Linked DNA regions of Rattus norvegicus: region 2 is linked to region 1. Evidence: chromatin contacts called from public HiChIP or PLAC-seq data. All regions are on one chromosome and are shown on one strand. The core of a region is the stretch at or near the end of the contact, and the rest is flanking DNA. Distances in the headings are between cores, read along the strand shown.

Region 1 (7,074 bases), core at 3,555-6,054:
AAGGGGGTTGCTAAGTTAGAGGTAATGGGGAAAGAGGCAAAGAGTAGACAGGTATTTCCCCATGACAGACGGCCCAGGGGCAGGATGTCTGTGGCGCTTGGTCTTGAACAAGCCATTTACCGTTGGAGGTCTAGCTTCTTCCTCCAGTTCCAGTAAGATTACATAACTACTAAGGCACTCCGCATTTCCAGCGCTGTGTGATTACATAAACCAGTATGTCCCAGACTCTTGAGCCTCTGGGCAAAGCACTTTCTGTACGTTTCATACTGGGTGAGTTGTGAACCATTTTCTATTCCGAAGGAATGGACCCTGGGGAACAAGACATGAGCTTTCAGTTTAGCAAGGCCAGGTGCCAACTGGAGTTCCAACCACCGTCAACCCAAAACTGCCATTCTGATTACTTTGCCCAAGGGAGCTCAGTAAATATTAACCAACACTGGATGACCTTGGACAAGCTACTAAACCCGTTCACTAACTAGATTAACTCAACCACCGGAGAAGAGCATGCCTCGAGAGTTCTGGGAGGCCACACAGAAGCATAGACAGAATGGTGGTGGCGATAAAGGCACACACAGAAACGTTGATTCCTGGAAAGGCTGTTCCCTCAGGTTGGGCTTCCCAGAAGCAGAGCTCAACAGGGGCTCTTGTTCTAGAGCTGTATTAGGGGAATGCTTTCAGAAGTCGGGGGAAGCTGGCTGAACAAAGCACCAGGAAGGGTGCAAGCAGGAATGCAAGCTCATCTGGAACCCTGATTCAGTCTGCCTCCATGGGGAGCTCTGGAGCACAAGTTGTATACAGAGTTAGTCTTCACCGAAGGAGAGATGTCAATCAACTATTGGGTGAAGTTGGAGGGAGGTAGTGGGAACTGTTCTTGTCTGGCTTGGGGTAATTTTGTACAGAAGAAAGCAAGCTTCATCAGCAAACCCTTAGAAACAATACATTCGTTCGGAGTAGGAGAAGAAGGGACACCCATAGGATCCACTATGGCTACCTTTATGGTCTGGGTATGAAATGTCCCCCACAGGGTCACCTGTTGAATTCTGTCCTTCTAGCTGCTAGTGTTCTTTTAGGAGGATCTGCGAGCATAGGAAACAGGATCTACCTGTGATAAGTAGGTCACTAGGGCAGGGTTCTTGGGGGTGGATTTTGTCCCTGGCCCCTTCTTCCCCTCTGCTCTCTTTCCTGCGAGCCAGTATTTAGATTTCAATGAAGGCAGTTTCGATGAGGATTCCTTGGGCTCTCATCTTGTCCTTAGGAAGTTTGTGGTGAGCTCCATGTGAAAGTTTAGAACAACCCAAGGCTCCTCTGGCAAATGTTTAAAGTAGCTTTCTGTGCTGGGCACCCTTTGGTTTTGGGATAGCGGTAAACTGACTGGGATTGCTGAAGCAATCGACAGCGTCTATTTGATTGCACGTTGCTTCCCCAAACTGTGAACTGAGTGGCAGGCAGCAGAGGTCACATCTGTGTCTATTATTAAAATAACTGAACCAGGTGAGAGTGGATGAGGGGCCGGCTCGCAGCAGTGTCTTCCAGATGTGTACAGGAAGACAAGTCAGGGTCATGATGATGACCTGATTACTATTTGAGAGAATATCTGGGTTGTTCGTGGTCTTTGACTATTGCTAGAACGACGTGTGTGTGGTACAGTTTTTAAATAAACATATATTTTCATTTCTCTGTGATAAATGTCCCAGTATGCTATGGTTGGTTGGAAACTATATTTTATTTACCTACAACTTCTTTACTATGCTCTTTAGGTATTGATGTTTGAGTATATTTTCTAGTTTTTGATTTCAGAAAACTTCATTAGTTTTTTTTTTTTTTTTTCTGAATAGCTCTGGCTGTCCTGGAACTCACAATGTCCCTCAGGTTGGCCTTGAACTTATAGAGATCTGCCTGCTTCTGCCTCGTAAGTGCTGGTGTGTGCCGACAGTCCCAGTGTTTTCTTTTGTTTTTGATAGCGTGTAGTTTAATGTAGCCCACCTCACAGGTGCTCGCATTATATTACAGGTATGTGCCACCATGCCCAGCGCGCTGTGTCACTTTCTTCTCATGTGTGTCGCCTGAAGAGAAATCTGGTGTCATTCAGGTTGGTTTTCCTTTTTGAGAAAGTGTTTTTACTTTCTGTGGCTTCTAATATTTTGGTCTTAATTTCCAGAGGCTTGATGACAATGTATGTTCGTGTCAGTCATTTGTCCCTGTGATAAAATACTTGAGCAAATCGTCTTAGAAGAGGAAAGGTTTATTTGGGCTTACAGTTCCAGGGGCTCCAGTCCACCTTGGCTTGCTGTGCTGCTGTGCAGCCATAGTAAGTCGGCCTTCAATGGCAGAGGGAGGCTATGGTAGATCACAGTTGATTACCTCAAAGCATCAAGAAAGCCAAGGGCCCCAAGGACAAAAGAGGCTGTGCTAAGAAATACCCTTCACACACACATCCCAGATACCCACCTCCTTCACTGGTGGTCCTCAGTTTCTGTCCTGAAAGAGTCTTTTCAGTCATGGATCCGTCAGTGATTAAACCAGAAGTCATGGCCTCCTGACACTATCATTTCCCCAAACCTTCACCTCTGAAGATTTACACTGAAGATAAGGCCTTTACAGAAGTCTTGATGAGAAGTCCTGCGGACTCATTCTGTTCCGTGTTTGCTTAGCTTTTTAAAAACTCTTATAAACCCAGGAACATTGCCTTTTCTTCCATCATGAGAGAACACGGTGGGAAAGTATTGTGCTATGAACCTCAATAGAGAAGGATGGACCATGAGAAGAGGAGAAGGGTTTTTTCTGCCAGGAGGGGTGCCCTGTATGAGGCCTTTACCAGTAACCTCCCAGCAGAGAGAAGCAGGGTACCTAGTTACCACTGAGTGTGGTAGAGGTCTAGGCCTCCCACAGTTCCCACGGTTTCTGCTGATAACAATGTCAGGGATGCTTGCTGCCACCTAGCCAAGAGGAAACCAGCTCCCGATTGGCTTTCACTGATACCTTCCCACTAGAAGTCTAAGATGTCCCAATACAACCTGGTAAAGGTAGAATCCAGGCTCCCTCTTCTGTTATTTTGTAGTGCTTGGTTTTATTAGAATTATTTTGTTCAAACCTTTTCCGTTTTCCTTTGTGCTTACGTGTGTGCATGAACACACAAAGGCACACAGGAGCCAGAGGTTACTAAGTGTCTCCCTCGACTGTGCTCCACCTTGTCTTTTTGAGACAGGTTTTCTCAATGAAACCATTTCTGGCGTGCCATTTCTGGAGTCTGTCTGGCCATCAAGTCCCCGGGGATCTTTGTGTCACTTCCCAGTGCTTGGAATTACTGCGCCCGGCTTTTTCCATCAGGTGCAGGGGGCTCAGAACTCCATGCTTGTTCATCAAGCACCTCAACCTCCCCTCCCCCCAGCCATCTCTGCAGCTCAACAGTTTTCTGTCTTTCTAAACCACCTCATACTAGTCCTTTGGGTGAGGAGGCCAGGCTAACTGGAGCTTTTCTGACCTTTATCCTTCGATGTTTTCACACCAAAGCCTTCTTTAACATCAACTGTAGGCTACATGAAGGAAAAGGGGAAACCCAGGCACTCACCATGGTGTTTTCTAGAGGTGTTACAATCTTATAAAATGTCTGAAGCACAGGCCTGGAGGCAATCACATGCTAATTTAACTGAGGTAAGCTGTCGGAATGCTATGGAATCCTTGTGGGACCAGTTCCTCCTTTGGCCAACACCAAGGCCTCAGCCTCCTGCCATCTTGGGATTCCTCAGCAAATTTAATTCTTTGGGGTCAAATGTTTCAATAGCCTGATAGCAGAAAGAAGGAAGGAGCGCAATGTCCCTTTGAAGAATATATCCTTTCCTGTCAGAGTCATCATCCCACATGGGCCCCATCTGGTCTGTCTTCTCTTCACCTTTCAGAGTCAACTTAAATTTACTTCATATTCAGCCCCTCCCCCATCTCAATCCACAGAGAGAAAGGGGAGTAGAGGGAGGGAGGGAGACAGAGAGAGAGAGAGAGAGAGAGAGAGAGAGAGAGAGAGAGAGATTTTACTTTGATTTTTAGTTTTACTAGAAACCCTGCAGAAAAGCAAGGGAAAGGATGTCTACTCCACCCTCCCAGAAGGAGGTTATCATTTTCCCACATATTATTCATCTATTTTGTTTTTTCAAGACAGGGTTTCTCTGTGTAGTCTTGGCTGTCCTGGAACTCCCTCTATAGACCAGGCTGGCCTCTAACTCAGAGATCCACCTGCCTCTGCCTCCCAAGTGCTGGGATTAAGGACCCAAGCCACCACCTTTTGGTCATATTTTTAATTTTTAAGAAGTTTTTTTTATTACAATTAGTTATTTGCAGTGTGTGTGTGTGTGTGTGTGTGTGTGTGTGTGTGTGTGTGTGTAGAAAAACTTAGTAGTTTGTCTTCCCTTCTTTCCCTCACATTGCTTAGAGGAAGTGGACTCTGGGAAAGCCAGCGCCTCCATTAAGTAACAAGAGATGAGAGGAAGATATTGGGAGGGAGAGAGGCAGAACACTAGAGTCCTTCCCACGCTGGCTCACATCTGGAGAGCTGTTGACTTCCTGGGTCTTCCTCGTGGAGTGTGGGGGAGGATGTTATTTTTCAAGTGGCGTGGGCCTCCGTTTCCGATTCTCACAGGCTATCTGAATGTCCGTTGCCTCAGGCAGAGAGAGCTGCCCAGATCTGACACTAACTCCTTGTGGAAGAGGCTGGCAGGCCCACCGGGCCAGCGGGGCAGCCTGCAGGGCAGCGATGCTGAATGAATTTAGCGCCTGTGAAGGAGGCTGGGTTGGCAGGCCTCAGGACAAACTCCCTCTTTGTTCTCGGTACAGCCCCTAGACAAACAGTGCCAGTTTTCTTCTGGGCCCTAGCCACACTCAGCTGTGAGGAGAGGAGCAAGAAGCTCTGTTGATTTCAGCCCTAGAAGAGATCCGTTTATTTGTGTCTTGGAGACCCACTGGCTGCCTGCGGGATTCAGGGATGAGGTCTTAAGCTTACACTTGCCAGTTACCAACTTCAAACACTTTTTACTGTAGCCTGTAGTGAGAGAAATGTTTTACACCTTGAACCAGTAATGCGCGCGCGCTTACACACACACACCCACACCCACACCCACACCCACACCCACACCCACACCCACCCACCCACACACACACACACACACACACACACACACACACAGACACACACACACACTTTTTTCACATGTTTAGAATATGAAATGGGTCCAGGGAGATGGCTCAGTGGGTAGAGTGCCTGCTGCATAAGCGTGAGGACTTAAATTCAGAACCCAAATCATCTAAAACTCGGGCATCAGCATTGTGAGGGCTGACACAGGAGGGGAGGGATGGGTGTTCTCTGGCCAGGCAGCCTATCTGAAAGGAGAGCTCCTGGTTCAGTGGGAGACCCTGTCTGAAAAAAAAATAAGATGGGATGGAGACTCCAAGGCAACAGTCCAGACACAACGCGGGTGACGCATGTATGAACTCATGGAGGCTATGCCAGACCCACAAGACCTACACATATTAAAGCTGGACAAAATCCCAGCATATGGAAGAAGAAGTGGGCACAAAGTGGCACCCTGGCCAAGAAGCCACGGATTAACTGATGGGAGAAGACAGATCGGTTCTCTTTGGTGGAGTGACACTGGCTATATCAAGCACAGTTCAGGGCAAGCCCCACGCTCAAGAGTAGTTGGCCAACCCTAAACAAACTGTGTGGTTTTGTTTGTTTTATTTTGAGAGAGAACATGAAGGTAGGTGGGTAAGGGGGTGGCTATCTGTAATGAGTTGGAATACAGGAAAATATATTGTATGAAAACATTTTCTAATTAAAAAAATCTTGGATGGTGATAGAATATACTTGATGTTGAGCTCTCTGACTCCACATGCACATACTCACTCACATGCACACATACCTGCACACACTCACACACACCTGCACACACTCACACAATGCACACATAACTGCACACACTCACACACACCTGCACACACTCACACACACTCACACACACACACTCACACACCTGCACACACTCACACACATGCACACATAACTGCACACACTCACACACTTGCACACACTCACACACACCTGCACACACTCACACACATGCACACATACCTGCACATACTCACACAGACTTGCACACACTCTCTCACACACACCTGCACATACTCACACACTTGCACATACTCACACACCTGCATACACACACCTGCACACACACATCTGCACACACTCACACACTTGCACACACACATCTGCACACACACATACACACACTCACACACACTCACCCACATGCACACACTCACCCACATGTACACACTCAACCAGGTACATACACACCTACACATATACACCATGCACATACTTACCTTCAGGCACACACTCAAACACACACACACACACACACACGCACACACACACACACACACACACACAGGAAACATCTTTGAAAAGGCAGATATTGCCAGGATTGGTGGCACACACCTTTAATCCCAGCACTTGAGAGGTAGAAGCAGGAAAATTGCTGTGAGTTCCAGGCTAGCCTGATCTACATAGAGAGTTCCAGGATAATTAAGGCTACATAGAGAGACCCTGTCTCAAAATAAAGATAAATAGTAAAAGAAATACATAAAAAGACATTGTATAGGAACATATTCTTCCCCTATACTTAAAATTATTCTAGTTTTTATGTAAAATTTATCAATCCTCTCATCACCTAATGAAAACTTTTCTCCCTGTCTAATTCTAAGAAAAGCTGTTCATTGCTCTGTTGAAACAAACTCGAGAAGTTAAAGCTCTGGAAATTACTCTCATTCTAATTGAAACTCTATTATGGTTTTCCTCCAAGTACAAATCAGCAAGAAGTCTACTTCTCATGCATAAACATGGTTATTTGCTTATCTGTAATTCTTTTGCAGTGATAGGCACCAAACCCAGGGTGTTGGGCATGCCAAGAAAGTGCTATATCACACTGAGCCATTTCCTAAACTGTAGACAGAGAGCTTAGGCTGTTCTTGAACCCATTATTCAGCAGAGGCCAGTCCTAAACTCACCATCTTTTGCCTTAG
Region 2 (6,702 bases), core at 2,898-5,397, 97 kb before region 1:
CCCCTACTTTCTCCCATAGTACTTAAAACCTCACAACATTCTACATTTTACTTATTTATCTTACTGGTTTGTTTGTTTGAAACATATTTTGTTTTACTTATTTTCCTGTCTTCCCTGGACTACATACAATACACAGGTTTCACCAGGGAGGATATCTTTTGTTGTATCATCTAAGCGAGGCACAGAAACAAAGATGCTCCATTAATGTCTGAAGAACGAATCAGTGACTGTTAGGCACCTGATAAATACTTGCAAAACTGAAGAGAAGGGGAAGGGACACTGGGCTCAGAGAACGCTGTGTACTCAGGCAATTCAGAGTGACATAGTTAAATCACATTTCTTATCTTCCTAATACCAAATTATTGCTGTTTTAAGCCACGTGCTTGGGTATTTGGTGCCTGCAATCAGGCTATGGACACAACAGAAGGAGCTGTGTCTTGTCTCCTCGGTCTCCAGTGTCTAACTCTTGCCCAGATCCTTACACAGTCTCTCCTGTGTACCCAGAACATCTGCCTGAGCAGCTCTTGCACCCAATGCTTAGGTCACTCTAGCACTGCCTGGTTCCTCTTTCTAGATGAAATTTTAATTAAAAACTATCTTGAAATAATTCTAATACCTACCTGAGCACAATAGAATGTTCCTCCAAACTTCACTTACTAACTTGGGAGAGAAACGTGTCATTTTTTGCTTTGCTTCTAACTACAAAAGTTTTTGTGGGCATTGAATAAATAAGATCACTTTCCAGTATGAACAAGAATTCTCCAGCTCGCTGGCTTGAGCTCGCTCTCTCTCTCTCTCTCTCTCTCTCTCTCTCTCTCTCTCTCTCTGTGTGTGTGTGTGTGTGTGTGTGTGTCTGTGTGTGTGTGTGTAAGAGGCGGGGGGGGGGGGGGAAGAGTATGCTCTGAAAACCCAAATTCCAAATGAACAAGAGTAAAGTAATACACCTTAAGAGGTTATCTACACAAATATTTCACTTATAGAGTATAATTCCTTTAAAAGTTCTTTTATATTACTCCTAGAAGAGACTCAATGTTCATTCATGTGATGCATTCTAATTTGCCTTAATGTTTTCAGCTGTCAGATAATTCATTTGTAAGAAAACGATCCAAAAGTGAGACCTGAGGATCACGGTGAGTAAAACACAAAAGGAAGAAGGCAGGCCCTACTGTTCCTGGTGTGGAGAGAACATAGGACTGTAAGTCCAAAAGTGATTGTCACCCCAGGTAAGGAAGCTTCTCTTCATAGTGAGTAACAGCCACTGAGGACTCACACCTGGTCAAGTGTGATAAGAAAATTGCGGAAGAGTGGGTGCAGGACCAGAGGATGGAGAGACAAGCTGTAAAGGGCTGTCTTCTGGACACAGCACTGCTGCTGCTCATACATGTTACCCACTGACAATCCATCCAAGATGGGGTCCATCAGCACTCCACCACAGATGGAGGAGGGGCTCATGAGTACTGCCTCTCCCTGGGGAGCCGCTGCTTGCTAGGGAGAGGGAATCATTCCCCACACCCCAGTGGTATAACCACAGTTAAGATACCCTGAACTGTGCTGCATACAATCCTACTTATCATTGGGTCACAAAAAACAACAAAAGCAGCCAAGCACACAAAGAAACAAAAGACATGAAAATGAAAAGGGGCTTGTTGGGAAGGAGGGGCTCCACAGGAATAAGACAGGTAAGAGGGAGATGGGGTGTGTGTGAAAAAGACCCAAAGACATAATATACATGGATTAAATTGACAAAAAATAAAACATTAAAGATACAAACCAACAAATATGGGGTGAAGTCTCACCATTAGTTGTATGACTCTTGACCCTGGCTCAAATGATAGTTTAGGCTGGATATCTATTTGTTGAAGAAATTGTCCTGTACATGAAGGATGATTAAAACTGTTAGCCCTGACAGTCAAGGAGACCCGTAGTGATTGCACTGCAAGTACTGAGTACTGAGTACTGGCACACACCACTGTGCTGAGTTAGGTGGTCCTAGGCTACCCAGAGCTCCATTCAGGCTGGGCAAGCACGCCACCAACCGCACACATCCTCAGCCCTCCTGGCTTAATGGCGTGGTAAAATGTTTTCTCTTTTGTCACCAGAAACGATAGTCTCTACAAATAATCTGCTACTGAAGTCCACTCCTTCTAAAAACGAAGGCTGTTTTGAAAGCATCTATTGTGTGTGTCCTTTCCTATGGACGATGCTGTTCTATGAGCTAGAGAAACACATAAAGCAAAGGAAGCAGCACCAAAGACCGAAGACCACATTTAATGTGTTAAGGCCCAAAACTGGCTCCTTATTAAAACGCTGGCAAGAGTTCAAATAAGCTGTTCCCTCGTACTGTGATCGAAAGAAAACACCCTGACAGGAATCTGCTCAAAAACTCCTAAAACTTAGATGACCTTCAGTGATGGTTTAAAATTTTAGGCTACCAGCTTGGTTTACACAGAGAGTTCCGATAGACAGAACTACACAGCTGGACTTTGTCTCTAAAACATAGATAGACTGATGGACGGATGGACGGGTGGATAGAGTTTTAAGCAACATAACTTTAGGGGATTATATGATACACATGAATGGAACAGATATTTCAAAACAGTGATGGCGACAAATAAAAACAAACGACAAAGCTCAGAGCCTTTCATTTGACTCAGTACCTGATATTAAATGCTCCTTAGACCTTAGGGGGACGGGAGACCAACCCAGGCCTCGAAGCACCCGATTCAGTACTAGCGAAAAATAACAGTATCAATACAGTGGGGAAATGCCATAATATGTAAAAGTTTCTATTCAAATTCAAGAAGGAACTTCTAGCAAGGGACAGGGAGAAGGAGTAAGAGGCTACGCTGTGTAATGGAAGGTTATGCTCGATGAAGCCTTAACTGACAGCTATTAATAAAGTGATTAACAGCACATTGAGTATGGTAGCCTTTGAGGTCTTAGAGGGCTTCACCAACCACAAGGCTATGCTAAGTCTATTTTGTAGAGAACAGACAAGTGCAGGGTCAAACCGACAACACTAGCAATGTTGTGGATTAACTCTTAAGGTCAGTCTATCAATGCAGCAAGAGCAGAAAGAGAAGGCAGCAAGGGAGGTCAGATAGGAGAAAAGCCTTGTGCAGACAAGGAGTCATAATGCGATACGTCATGTTTTAAAGCTGACTTTTTATAGTATCCTCTAAGAGTTCACTAATTTGTTGTTTTATTTCTACAGTTATTAACATACAGAATCTAGGTCAAATGTTTTAAACATGTTAATACTGTTCCAAGTTACCTTTCAAAATGCTTAATTTCAAATTTACAAATGTACACAAACTCCCAGATGGTAAACATACATTCTATGTTTAATATACAGAAAACAAAAGAGCAGTTTAAAAGACCTGAAGGAGACACATCTGAAACAGTTGTAAGTCAGGCAATGTACTGGCCCAGGACTGACTGTACAGCTTATTTTCAAGGATTCAGTACCCGTGCTGACTGCATACACTCGGGGAGGGCCTGGAAGCGCTACAGTGATAGCTGACACAGCATCTTGGCAACCGATAGCAACTGCCTGGCCTCCTCCTCCTGAAACCTAGCATCCTTCACTAACTTACGAAGTTAGTGCACAGTCGGCGCTAATGCTCAAGAGGCAACAGCAGGAGGATTGCTGCAAACTGAAGGCCAGCTGGCCTACAGACACCCTCTCTTGAACAAAGTTGAGTGTGATGGTGCAAGCTTTAATCCCAGTACTTGGGAGACTGAGGCAGGAAGATTATTGTACACTCGAGGCCAGCCTGAACCACAAAGAGAGGCCCTGACTTCAAAAAAAAAAAAAAAAAAAAAAAGACATTTTAAAAGGTAAACAGTATCTACCCCAAGAGGCAGGAGGAAGATTTATTTTTCTTGATTTTGATAATGAGCCAAAAGTCACTGTCCTTTAAGTGGCAAGATTTGACACGCCAAGATCTGTATGGTCCCTTCCAGCCCTGAGACAAATCTTTTATTTTAATCCCTAAAGTTATAACATGAAACTTTATTTGCCAGAATAAGAGAAGAAATGGCAGAAAACAGCTCTGTCAAGTTTTCTGTTTTGTAAGGAATGTCTTGTTATGCAGCCTTGATACTTCTCTCCAGATTCTAATCACTATGACTGGGTGAATGAAATGCAGTGCTGCCTTTCTGACCTTTAACCCTTAGTGAATGCTTAGAATTCCTTTTTTGCAGACCTGTTCTAGATGCTAACCAAGAGTGATGAAGATCGAATAGGACTTGCTTGCCATCCACTGCTGACACTCGTGGGCCTCTCTGAACACATATTATAAACTACTGCTTTTATGGTACAAAGGAATATATTTGGCCTGCATCATTCCAACAGGAAATGAGTGTTACTACTCACCAAATGCATAACATTCTGTCAGAGACAAACCGCGCTTGTCTGTGTGTGTAAGACTGAGGCAGCAATAATCCACTGCGACTCTAATCCACCTGAACATTTCAAAATGAGGCATGAGCCATGAGATGTAACCACACAAAGTGAAAATAATGTTGGCAAACTATTGCGTTGGTTAGCATTTCAACATAAAACATACTGTAAAAATCGAAACAGGAATAATAAGCCAGAGCCCAACTTTGAGTGGCTCTGCAAGGCTTTCATTCACAGGGTTGCTGCTATGCCTCTCCAACAAGTGTCCCAGACATTTCCCGCATCCATCCAGCTCTAAGGGACTTCTTTTGAGATCAAAGATTAGTTCCTATCCAGATGTGGCAGCTTACACTTCTAACCCAGCACTTGGGAAGGAAGGTAGTGGATGGCCACAATATGAGAACCCATCTTTAAGAAAAACAAAAAACCAAACCCAAAACAAAATAACAACAAAAACCAAGCAGGCAATGGTCAGGTACTCTGGGAGACAGGCAGGTAGATCTCTGAATTCAAGATCAGTATGGTCTACACGTAAGTTCCAGGTCAGTCAGGGCTTCATAGTAAGTCCTGTCTATGTACAAAATAAACTGCTGTATTTTTTTTAGATTTATGCTTTTAGGAAAAAATAAATAAATGGCACTATTCTTAGGAGACAGTAGTTGAGAAAATATCAACCCATGAATATGAAACATTCAAACAGGTAAGTAAATAAAAATTCTGTCCATAGCAATAAAAAAATTTCCCTTAAAAAATTTGATTCCTGGCAATGGATACCACTATAGATAAATTATATCACAAAAATTCTAAGGCACTATGCAAATTCTTTTGATAAATCTACATTTCTTCATACTTAACTCATAATTTTAAAGTCTCTAGCTTCTAAAAAATCAAATATAATTTATTACACTTTGAACACAAAACATCTACTAGGCTCAAGGCTGTAATAAAGAAGTATGGTGGTTAATTCTATGGTCAACTTAAATGGATTAAGAAATGTCTAGGGCACAGGGAGGTACAGATAGCTTTGTGTTATGATGCTGGAGAGACTGAACTAAAACAAGAACCTGGCCTGGATGTGTGCAACAGCACCCCTGGCTGGGGGCTACAGCTGAAAATGAAATTAGGAGAAAAGCAGCCATGTCCTTTTCTCTGCTTCCTGATTTGTTCAGATAAAAAGTGTGGGATCCCCCCCACATCCCAATCCCCGATGCCATGCCTTCCTTACATGATAGACTGAGACAAAATAAATCCCCCCTCCTTTAAGCTGCCTTTGTCAGGTCTCCACCACAGCAATGACAAAAATTCGAAGAGGGGACTATATCTAATTTCTGCATCCTTACATCTGTTCTCAATACCTACCTCAGTGCCTAGCAAACATGGTAAGTTCTTGACAAAAAAACTAGCCAATCTGAATGGTTAGTTTTAGTAAACTGGTATTAACTATTTTGCTGTTCTGATATTTCAGTATAAAATGTGTTATTTATCAAACAGATACAATCTAAACCACTATTTAATATACATCTACAGTTTTTATTCAGAGAATTCTTTCCATTTAATAAAAATAACAGAAACAGCTGTGCTGCTCTTTTAAGAATGCACAGTAACTGTATGTAAAGGACTGAAAGAATCAGGTGATTAGAATCCTAAACACTGCGGACAGACCCTACCAGTGACCTCACAAGTCTCACAGTGCTAGGCGAAGCAGGAACACAAAAGGCCGCTAACTGTGCTGTCAGGGTCTACCTGTGTTCCTCCGTAATCTATCCTCTACCTTAAAACAAACCTCGTAAGATAGCTGTTTCAAATTCAGTTATGGCCCTTTCAAAAGCTGGTAGGTAGATAAGACAGAGATCAATCAGAACATAGCAATAATTAAGAGAACAAAATGCTGATAATGGGGAAGGACACATGGAGGGCAAGCACAGAAAAAAGGTGCGCAGAGCAGAAAGACAAACTAAAAAACGCAGGCTCAATATGGATAAATTCTGTGGAATCAGAGTTTTCTCATGGTTAGAGAATAACAACATGGTTAGAGAATTCCATGGTTAGGAATAACAACAAAGCAAATACCTGAACCAAATATTTCTAGTTTTTGTAAAGTAGTTCCTGTGACAGCTAATTTTCACTGTCAACGTGGCTAGATCTGTAATCAACCAAAGGGTAAGCTGCTTGGCCCGCCTGTGAGGTGTTATAGCCATCTAAAGGGGGTGACCTCCCTAAACATGGCAGCAGAGAGGAGAGCTTTGTACATGCTTGCTTTCACTCCTTGTTAGTCTGTCAGCACGCCTTCCTGGTAA

The links. HiChIP or PLAC-seq counts read pairs in DNA pulled down with a chosen protein or histone mark.
Region 2: an H3K27ac HiChIP or PLAC-seq map of oligodendrocytes shows a contact between it and region 1, with 7 times the contacts expected there. The contact joins two enhancer-like sites. A contact is called at or near these places in 7 of 12 Hi-C or Micro-C datasets (the A7r5 cell line, Schwann cells, frontal cortex and 4 more) and 1 of 1 datasets of contacts at active chromatin or transcription factors (oligodendrocytes).

The regions. Positions count from the first base shown.
Region 1 is chr5:126,226,386-126,233,459 of GRCr8, reverse strand. No RefSeq gene overlaps it. Among named protein-coding and RNA genes, the nearest start is that of Usp24, 80 kb to the left of the region's middle. Within about 2 kb of position 4,804, at least 41 of the 93 cell types and tissues checked have an H3K27ac peak or open chromatin away from gene starts, as enhancers often do.
Region 2 is chr5:126,323,221-126,329,922 of GRCr8, reverse strand. The region is part of intron 1 of Usp24 (ubiquitin specific peptidase 24); the gene reads right to left. Among named protein-coding and RNA genes, the nearest start is that of Usp24, 17 kb to the right of the region's middle. Within about 2 kb of position 4,147, at least 5 of the 93 cell types and tissues checked have an H3K27ac peak or open chromatin away from gene starts, as enhancers often do.